2 separate regions of the Mus musculus genome follow, and region 1 is linked to region 2. A link is a contact called in public promoter capture Hi-C data. All regions are on one chromosome and are shown on one strand. Each heading gives the region's core, a stretch centred on a gene start, on an enhancer-like site or on the middle of the called end of the contact. The rest is flanking DNA. Distances are from core to core; before and after follow the strand shown.

Evidence for each region. Promoter capture Hi-C pulls out the DNA fragments that hold promoters and counts their contacts.
Region 1: a contact with region 2 is called in a promoter capture Hi-C map of liver. The contact joins the promoter of Lbp here to the enhancer-like site in region 2. A contact is called at or near these places in 8 of 39 promoter capture datasets (the 3T3-L1 cell line, 3T3-L1-derived adipocytes, embryonic stem cells and 4 more), 1 of 484 Hi-C or Micro-C datasets (bone marrow-derived macrophages) and 3 of 9 other capture datasets (adipose tissue, liver and pancreatic islet).

The regions. Positions count from the first base shown.
Region 1 is chr2:158,304,197-158,308,426 of GRCm38.p6, reverse strand. It overlaps Lbp (lipopolysaccharide binding protein), which reads right to left and starts at 1,934. Exons shown (of 15, transcript NM_008489.2): 1 at 1,634-1,934. The coding sequence starts at 1,757.
Region 2 is chr2:158,037,359-158,041,405 of GRCm38.p6, reverse strand. The region is part of intron 2 of Rprd1b (regulation of nuclear pre-mRNA domain containing 1B); the gene reads right to left. Among named protein-coding and RNA genes, the nearest start is that of Rprd1b, 11 kb to the right of the region's middle. Within about 2 kb of position 1,540, at least 2 of the 459 cell types and tissues checked have an H3K27ac peak or open chromatin away from gene starts, as enhancers often do. A contact at or near this core is called in liver, where this site is marked.

The sequences.
Region 1 (4,230 bases), core at 685-3,184, 270 kb before region 2:
GGCGTGCTGAGTGCCTGGGTGTGGCCCTCTTTTTTGTCCTCCTTAGTACTAGGTCTGTGTAGACATCACTGGAGAATTTCAGGGCTAGAATCCTGCCTGTGGCAGTTTTCTAACCAAGTGGCTTTGAACAAGTTCCCAGGCATCACTTTCTCATGGGCGTTATGGAGCCCAGAGCCTGGCCTGTCGAGCAGAAAAGGCGCTCGCAGCTCGTGGCTGGCATACAGTAGATGTTCAGTTAATGCCCAGAACAACAAAGGAGGGTTAATGTTACTAAAAGTGTGGAAAGAACCACACAACCAGCACTGGGTGCCCACACTTGGCACATGTGCCCAGGGAATGGGGCAGAAGACAAATGTCCCTGACTTGGGGTTCCCAAACAAATGCTATTTGTGGCCCCGCTCTGTGTCCTGATAGGAGTCTGCACCCAGCCAGGCAGTGCACACAGGTCACTAGTGACATCCATTTTCACCCTTTTCAATGAGACCTCCTCTTTAGGGTGTATATGGCAGGATCCCTCTGATGGAACGACACCCTTTGTCCCTGGCTAGTTCTTATTGCTGGTTCTACTTTGCCTCCCCCTGGAAGCCCTCCCTGATTTTCCCTTCTGTCCATAGCCTGTTTTAGATCCCACTATCCCTACTCAACTGAAGCAGTGTTATGACCTCCATTAGATTAGGCAATGGAGGCTCTACCGAAGTGATAGGTCTGGGCTGTACAAACATCCCAGCTCCCTCACCCCTTGGACACGATAATTCTGTGTCACTCTCAGTAGCTTGTTAAATACCTTTTCTTAGTTTGTCAAGTTGGATCAAGCCTGGTGTTGCAGAAATGGAACCCAGGCTACTTTAGGAGGCTGAGGCAGGAGAATCACAAGTTCAAGACCTGCCTTACCTATAGTGTGAGTTCAAAGCTAGCCTGGGTAAGTTAGGGAGTTGCTGTCCAAAATTCAAAAACAAAAAAGAGAAGGTGCAGCTGCGGCCATAGCTCTGTGATGAAGTACCTGCCTAGCATGTGCAATTCCCAGGACAGCAATACATGAACATTTAAAAAGGAAGGGAGGAAGGAAGGAAGGAAGGAAGGAAGGAGGGAGGGAGGGAAGTTGGGAGTGACATGCATAAAGGTACCTAAGGAGTGCTCACCTTGAAGCAATCACTGATCAATAAGTTTTAATGTTTGGTAAGTCACATGACTGCCACTCAGATGCCAAGGGGGCACATCCCATCCCCGTCCGTAGCCTTGCTTGGCCCTCCCAGTCTCTAACTGCCTTCACTTAGGATTTGTGGTTTTAGGTGATGGTTTCAAATTCCACCAAGACTCTTCCAAAGAACTGGTTCCAGCTGCTGTGTGGGGCTGTTTACCTCGGCTGTCTGCCTTCTCTTCCCAGCCTATCTGCCCACTGCTACCTGCTTATCTCTCTTACCTCCTGCTTCAGCTGCTGGACCCCAAACCTTCCCCCCAGCCCTCAAAATACAAGCTATGGGCTGAGGTCACATATCTGGAGAGTGACCAGCCAGATGGCAGCTATTGCCACATACCCGTATAGCAGACTCCCTACCAGAGGGACAATGCCCTTCACATCCAGGCTGTGCCTGGTGTCCCGCCTCCTTGGCCAGCCTATATTATGGCTTCTTACCGTAGGCCAGGCCCTTGTCGGTGATCCTGGCCACCACACCGGGGTTGACACCGCCAGTTCCCTGTATGGACAGGAACAGCAGCCCCAGCAATGTAGAGAGCAGAGGTCCAGTCCCAGCCTTCATCCTGGATGCTCCGTGGGGGAGTGAGGACTGTGACAGAGTGGGCTGGCTCTGGTGTTCTTAACTAGTCAAGGCCCAGGGCTAGGGGGCGGTTCTTGAGGGAGGGCGGGCTCCTGGGAGCAGGAAAGAGAGGCCCAGGGAAAGAGAGGCCCACTGACTGGAACCCTCTTGCGACACCACAGGGGTGGGAGGTGGGGGGTGGGGGAGGGTCATTGTTGTGATCACTGCACAGGTTAGGAGGGCAGGCCTGGTGCCAAGGGGATAAGCCACTCCCATTCTCCCCTGCATGGAGAAGGGGGAAACCCCACACTCTCTGGAGGTTCTGCATTGCCTCTGCCAACCTTCTTGACTCTCTGCTAGGAAGGCCTGGTGTCACAGACAGGAATTTGAGGTTCACTCAGGGTCACAGCCCAGCCCATGAAAGCAGGAAGGAAAAGTAGGATTGTCTTCCCCTGCTCTCCGTTCTTTTAACTGTTTGTTTAAATAGGGACTTCTCCTCCCAACCTTGCAATGGGATAGCTGTCTGAACAGCAGCTTGGCATATCTTTCCAGCACCACGCCAAACCAAACACCACCCGAAAGCTCTCAGAACATCCTGATGCCCCATGACCCTAGCTGGAACTTGCTGTACATAACAGTCCGAGTTCTAATGTGTCAGCTGCCTTGCGCTGCATGACCCGGGCAGAGGAGTGAGCACCGGCTAAGGCGGCAGGGGAGAGGGACGGTGCCTGTCTTCTGAGAGTTGGGCTTGGCCGTGTCACCCTTCCAATTCTGCTTTCTCTTTTACCTTTTGTGAGGATCACGTGTGCCCCGTTTCCCTGCATTCTAGAAAATTCTTCTGTTTCTCTTTTCTTTCTCTCTCTCTCTCTTCCTTCCTTCCTTCCTCTCTCTCTCTCTCTCTCTTTTTTTTTTTTTGAGATGGGGGAGGGGGGTCTTCCTATGTAGCCCAGGTTGGTCTTGAACTCTTGATCCTCTTCAAGCCCTTTCTACTTTCCCAGTGCCAGGATTCTAAATGCAGCTTATGATAAAGATGTTGCCCGATAAGCACTCTAAGGTTTACAGAATAGAGAGCCTCAGGGACCCTCGCACTACACCAGAGCATGCAGTGCCTGTCCTCTTTAGCCTTTCCTCCTGAGTATAAACTAACACAACTCCCCTGAACTGCCCCGAGGGTTGACACGGAAAAGCCCTAAGCATGTAAAGCTAATGCACGCAGGAGGCAGAGGCTCTGTGGAATAATACTAAGGCATGAACAAAGCACCCATGCATGTGAGGCCAAACTGAAGCGCTCCACAGCCAGAAAGTAAGAGGAAAATAAAAGTGACTCACACCCAGGGCCATGAAAACTGCGAGAAATGGGTAGCCTTCCTGCCCACAGTCTAGTCTGTTCTCTCCCTGTGAAACCTCTTTGTGTTGAACATGTTGAAGCTTTGAGGGTTAGAGCTCCCTGGACTATCCAGGTTGCCAGCCCTTGAATAAACCTGAATAAATCTCACCTGCCAGCTCTCATCTCTCAAGGACCAGCTTCCAAGAGGCAGAGGGCAGCATCTGGGTCTGGTTTGGTGACAAAACTGCAGGAATAAGTGGGACTTGCCATTCCTAATGACACTATTGAAGGGCTCTATGCCTTTGGTCAAAGTCAAAATTGTCAAGAAGTTATGGAGGGCTGTCTCTGCTTAGGAGGGAGGATTGTGGGTATTTGTGGCTCAAGATCTAACTGTGTGGTAGAATGAGTTCTCAGCACACACAGGACATGTAACTCTGTAGCTTACTGGGCACTGAGATGTGGTCCTGGAGATTTGTATGTTTGTAGTAAGTAAAGATAATAAAATTCCAAAGCAGAAAACAAGATTTACAGTAGGGATGGGCCTGTGTTTTCAGCTTTTGCCCATAATTTCCAGTAATTTCAAACTTTGTTCCACCCTTGGCTCCGGGAACCCTTCCCTGACCACTCCCGTGTTTTCCTGAGATCCCAGAGTCCCTTGCACATCTTCCCCAGCGTGACATTAACCACATTCTGCTTTGTGGTAACAGAGGTCACTTAGAAACATGCTTGCAGATTCTTCGCTCCTCTTCATCAAAAGTGAAGACTGGGGCTGGAGAGATGGCTCAGTGGTTTAAGAGCACTGGCTGCTCTTCCAGAGGACTAGGGTTCAATTCCCAGCACCCACATGGCAGCTCACAGTCATCTGTTCACACCGGTCCCAGGGGATCCAGTGCCCTCTGCTGGCATCCTCAGATACCACACACAGATGGTGCACAAGACATAATAGATACAGGAAAAATAATTATACATATTAAAACATTTTCAAAAAATTAAAGATGGAGCCTGTTCACTTCCCATGAACTTGGGGTGCCTCAGTAACTTCATCAGACTGAATGGGAAGGGAATAATGATGTGACACGCAGGAAAGACTGGAGGCAGTGGGGTACTGTGTGCATGTGCAGCACAGGTCACCCCACAGGACTGCCTGCT
Region 2 (4,047 bases), core at 291-2,790:
CAGTCCCAAAGACTGGCACTTCTTGCTCCTTCATGGGTTTCACACGACCCATCCCTCTCACCTGCTGCACAGGAGACCTGTTTATTCTTCCCATCTGAAGGTAACTTGAAGCCTCCGAGAAGGGGCTTGTTTTCACAGACACCATATTGGCTGAATCAATCTTTTTTTAAATGAATTTTTAAAATTTTTATATAAATATACTTGACTTCCAACTCTTTTGCATCAAAGTAATTCAAGTCATAAATTAAACAAACTGGTTTTCAAGTAAGGCACTGCGGTGAAGTAGACATCATTGTGGTACCTAAAATCAGATGTGGCTAGAGCAGGAAAGCAGTTGACAAAAGATGGGGCACTACTTTCCCAGGTTCACTGAGATTCTTGAGGCTGGGGATGTATAGCATTTGGCAATGTGCTTGCCTCGAATGTACAAAGCCCTGAGTTTGATCCCCAGCAGTGCATAAACTGGGCATGGTGGTCCATGCCTGCAATCTCAGGACTCAAGGGGGAAGGCTGGAGAATCCATTCAAAGCCATTCCTGACCACACAAATTCTTTGAAGGCTAGTTTGGGCAGCATGAAAACTTGTCTCCAAAACAAAACAAACAAATAAATAATAATGTGTATATGAGAGCTATCTAAGTGAAAAGTGTTTTTAAAATATTTGCCACTAAGCCATCAAGAGGCTCAATCACACACTTTCTGCTGTGATGCTCTGCTTCCCTGCAGCCCAGAAGAGGAGGAGCTGGCAGCATGAACTGAAGCCTTTGCAACCATGAGCCCAGCTACATCCTTACTCCCTTGTTTCTCTCTGGCATTCTTCCACCGTGACAGAAAGCTAAGACAGGAGCGGACCTGGAGATTGGGGTGAGGGTGGAAGTGGGGATCAGGACACTCTCCACTCCCAAATGATCTGGGTGCCTCACTTGTGTGAACAACATGGCTCTAAGTGAATGCCTACTTACTCTGCAGGAACAGTGACAAAAGCACCCTCCACAAATCCTAGAGGAGGCTCTGGGTGCTGAGTCCCTTCCCACCTCCTGTCACAATTACCCATGCACCTCTCCCCTTTGCTGACTGTTCTGTATCCCTGAGCGCAATAAAACCTAACAACCATGATACCTCCCAGGAAATTACCCACCTGGGAGAAGTATAAAGACCCACAAACAATAAGGAATTATCATGTATTTGGCAATAACTCCTGATTTACCTCTCAAGAAATTAAGTCTAGAATCAGGAATTAAGGCCACCAAGCCTGACAACCTGAGTTAAATTCCTGGGATTCCACATGGTGGAAGGAGTGACCTGACTTCTGGAACTCTGTGTGTTTGCTATAGCACATGTACATACACATGAGTGTGTATACACACAAATGACAAATGAAATTTTAGGGTTTATTTTTTAAAAAAATAGAAATTAGGGGGAGAGGGGTCCTGGAGAAATGGCTCAGCAACCACAGCACTTGCTGCTATTTCAGAGGACCCAGATTTGATTCCTGGAATCCACATGGAATCTCACAACTGCCTGCAACTCCAGTTCCAGGAAATCTGATGCCCTGTGTGGCCTCTGTGGCCACTAGGCACACATGTGATCAAGCAGGCACACATGTAGACATAATGCTCATATACATAAAATAACAAAGACTAAGTTTCTGTGAACTTGATACTAGTTTAACCATGTGTCCACCCACAATTGCCACTTGAAACACCTAACCAGCCGTCTCAAACTTAACATGGCCAAAACAAAACAAAAATTACTTCCTCCACCAAAGCTTCCCAGTCCTCGGTTCAGACCAGCCATCGACTCACACTAAAAATCTCTTTCTTGCCTCAATACCAGCTCCCTTTTCAAGACATCATGTACATTTTACAAGGGTGAAGACTCCAACTACAAAATAAGCATTCAATAAATGGAGAGAGCCTTCTCACTGCAAATGTCTTAACCAATCTCACCTTAGCCAACACCACAGCAACACTCCTTCTGAGCTCAGGTTTCCCTGCCCTTCACAACCCATTCTCTACACGGGCCTTTCATATATATGGTTTGCAAGTATGTGAATGTGTGTGTGTGTTGTTCTCTACCTTACAAACTGAGACAGGGTCTCTCAATTGTACCCAGAGATTGCTGATTCAGCTAGTCTGGCCTTTACCCACTCTGTCATCTCTTCTTTTTAAAGGCATCTAATAGAAACCTTTAAAAAGTATTAATTTGCCAGGAGGTGGTGGTGCACACCTTTAGTCCCAGTATTTAGGAGGCCAGCCTGGTCTACAGAGTAAGTTCCAGAACAGCCAGGGCTACACAGAGAAACCCTATCTCCAAAACCCACAAACAAACAAACTTAACAAAAATAAAAACTTTCTCTACAATATAATAAAAAGATATACACTTATTGCCTTATCATATATTAGAATAGTTGACTAAAAAGAGGGATATCTGCTAATGGAGTGAACTTTTCATTCAGGTACAATTTTTTTTTTTTTTTTGTTTTTTGAGACAGGGTTTCTCTGTGTAGCCCTGGCTGTCCTGGAACTCACTCTATAGTCCAGGCTGGCCTTGAATTCAGAAATCTGCCTGCCTCTGCCTCCCAAGTGCTGGGATTAAAGGTGTGCGCCACCACCACCACCTGGCTCAGGTACAATTTTACCAAAAGTGCTTACTCATGATTTTACAAATGGTTAAACTTTTCATGAACTGTCCCTGGCAGCACAATTAACAAATAGATTATGAGGGGGAAAGATCCTAGTTATATGGTTAGGTTTTGTTTTATGTTTTGTTTTCTTTCTCTAATTTTACCTGGGCTTTTTATAATGTCTACAGAAATGTTTTCATTCGCTGGCTTACAGTTCTTGACTGACACCCTATCAGAATAGACTCCCAGGGACTATGGAACCACTCCTTTCCTCTCTCTGATCTCATCTGGGGCCACATCTTACTTTGTTTACCATATCCATCTCATCCTGCTCCTCTTAAGATGTCACGATTATTTCCACCTTAGGTTCTCAAATGTCACCTTCTTACCCAAGATGTATGGAGAAGAGTCTACCCTAGAACACTATTCTAATTAATTGTCCATATCATTTCAAAGTGTCTTGTTCACGTCACTGTTCTTATCTGCCTTCCTCCTTGCTGTTCCCCAAGCTCTGGATTAGTGTGTGGCATAGAACAAACACAAGTTGAATAATGAATGTGTAACTACCTCCAAACTTTAAAGAAAACAAGGTATGCATAAGCATAATATGTTCATAGTCTAGTTATTTAAACCACTACTCAAATCAAATCTACCCTATGAACTTTCTGAATTCAAAGGGTTTTTTTTTTTTTGTCTTTTTTTTTGGCTTGGGGATGAAAGTAGAGAAGCATCATAAAAATCTTGCTAATTATTTGGGGAATTAATGGGTCAGCTACCTTGGTTCACCATCTGGTCACAGCAAAAGCACACCAAGAACACTTACTAAGTTACTCTTGGTTGATGAGTTACAACAGTATTAAAGTAGCTATTGTACTTTCTGTTCTAATGATAGGATGAAGGAAAGAAGCCTTGAAACATGGTCCAAACTGGACCTTAAACAGCCTGGCATATGGACAGGAGCTGGGAAACATCAGGTAGAATGTGCCCAGATGGTTTCCCAATGTCTCCTGTTTACATCTCTTTGTTTTCTTTGTGACAAGGTTTCACTACATAGCCTGGGCTGGCCTCTGAGTGATGGAATTCTAGAAGTGTGTTACTATGCCTGGCTTCTGTATGGTTTTAAGATGTGCCCACATGCTAGGTAAGCCCTCGGAATCTTGGTATCCACCTTGTAGCCCTTTCTACTTACCCTTTTCTAATTCAGAACAGCGAAGAGTTATAAAAGTGTTAGTTTATTATCCCTATAGGGCAGAGATAGTACCCTTAAACCACATCTTTTCCCCAGTTAGTCACGATTATCCTAACTGACTCAAAGAATATTTACTCACCCCTATTAGCACCAGGACAGATGCAGTGCTGCCGCGTCTTGGGACACCCTGTGAGAGACTATGTGAGTGCACTCCTTGTCTGTAAGCACTACAA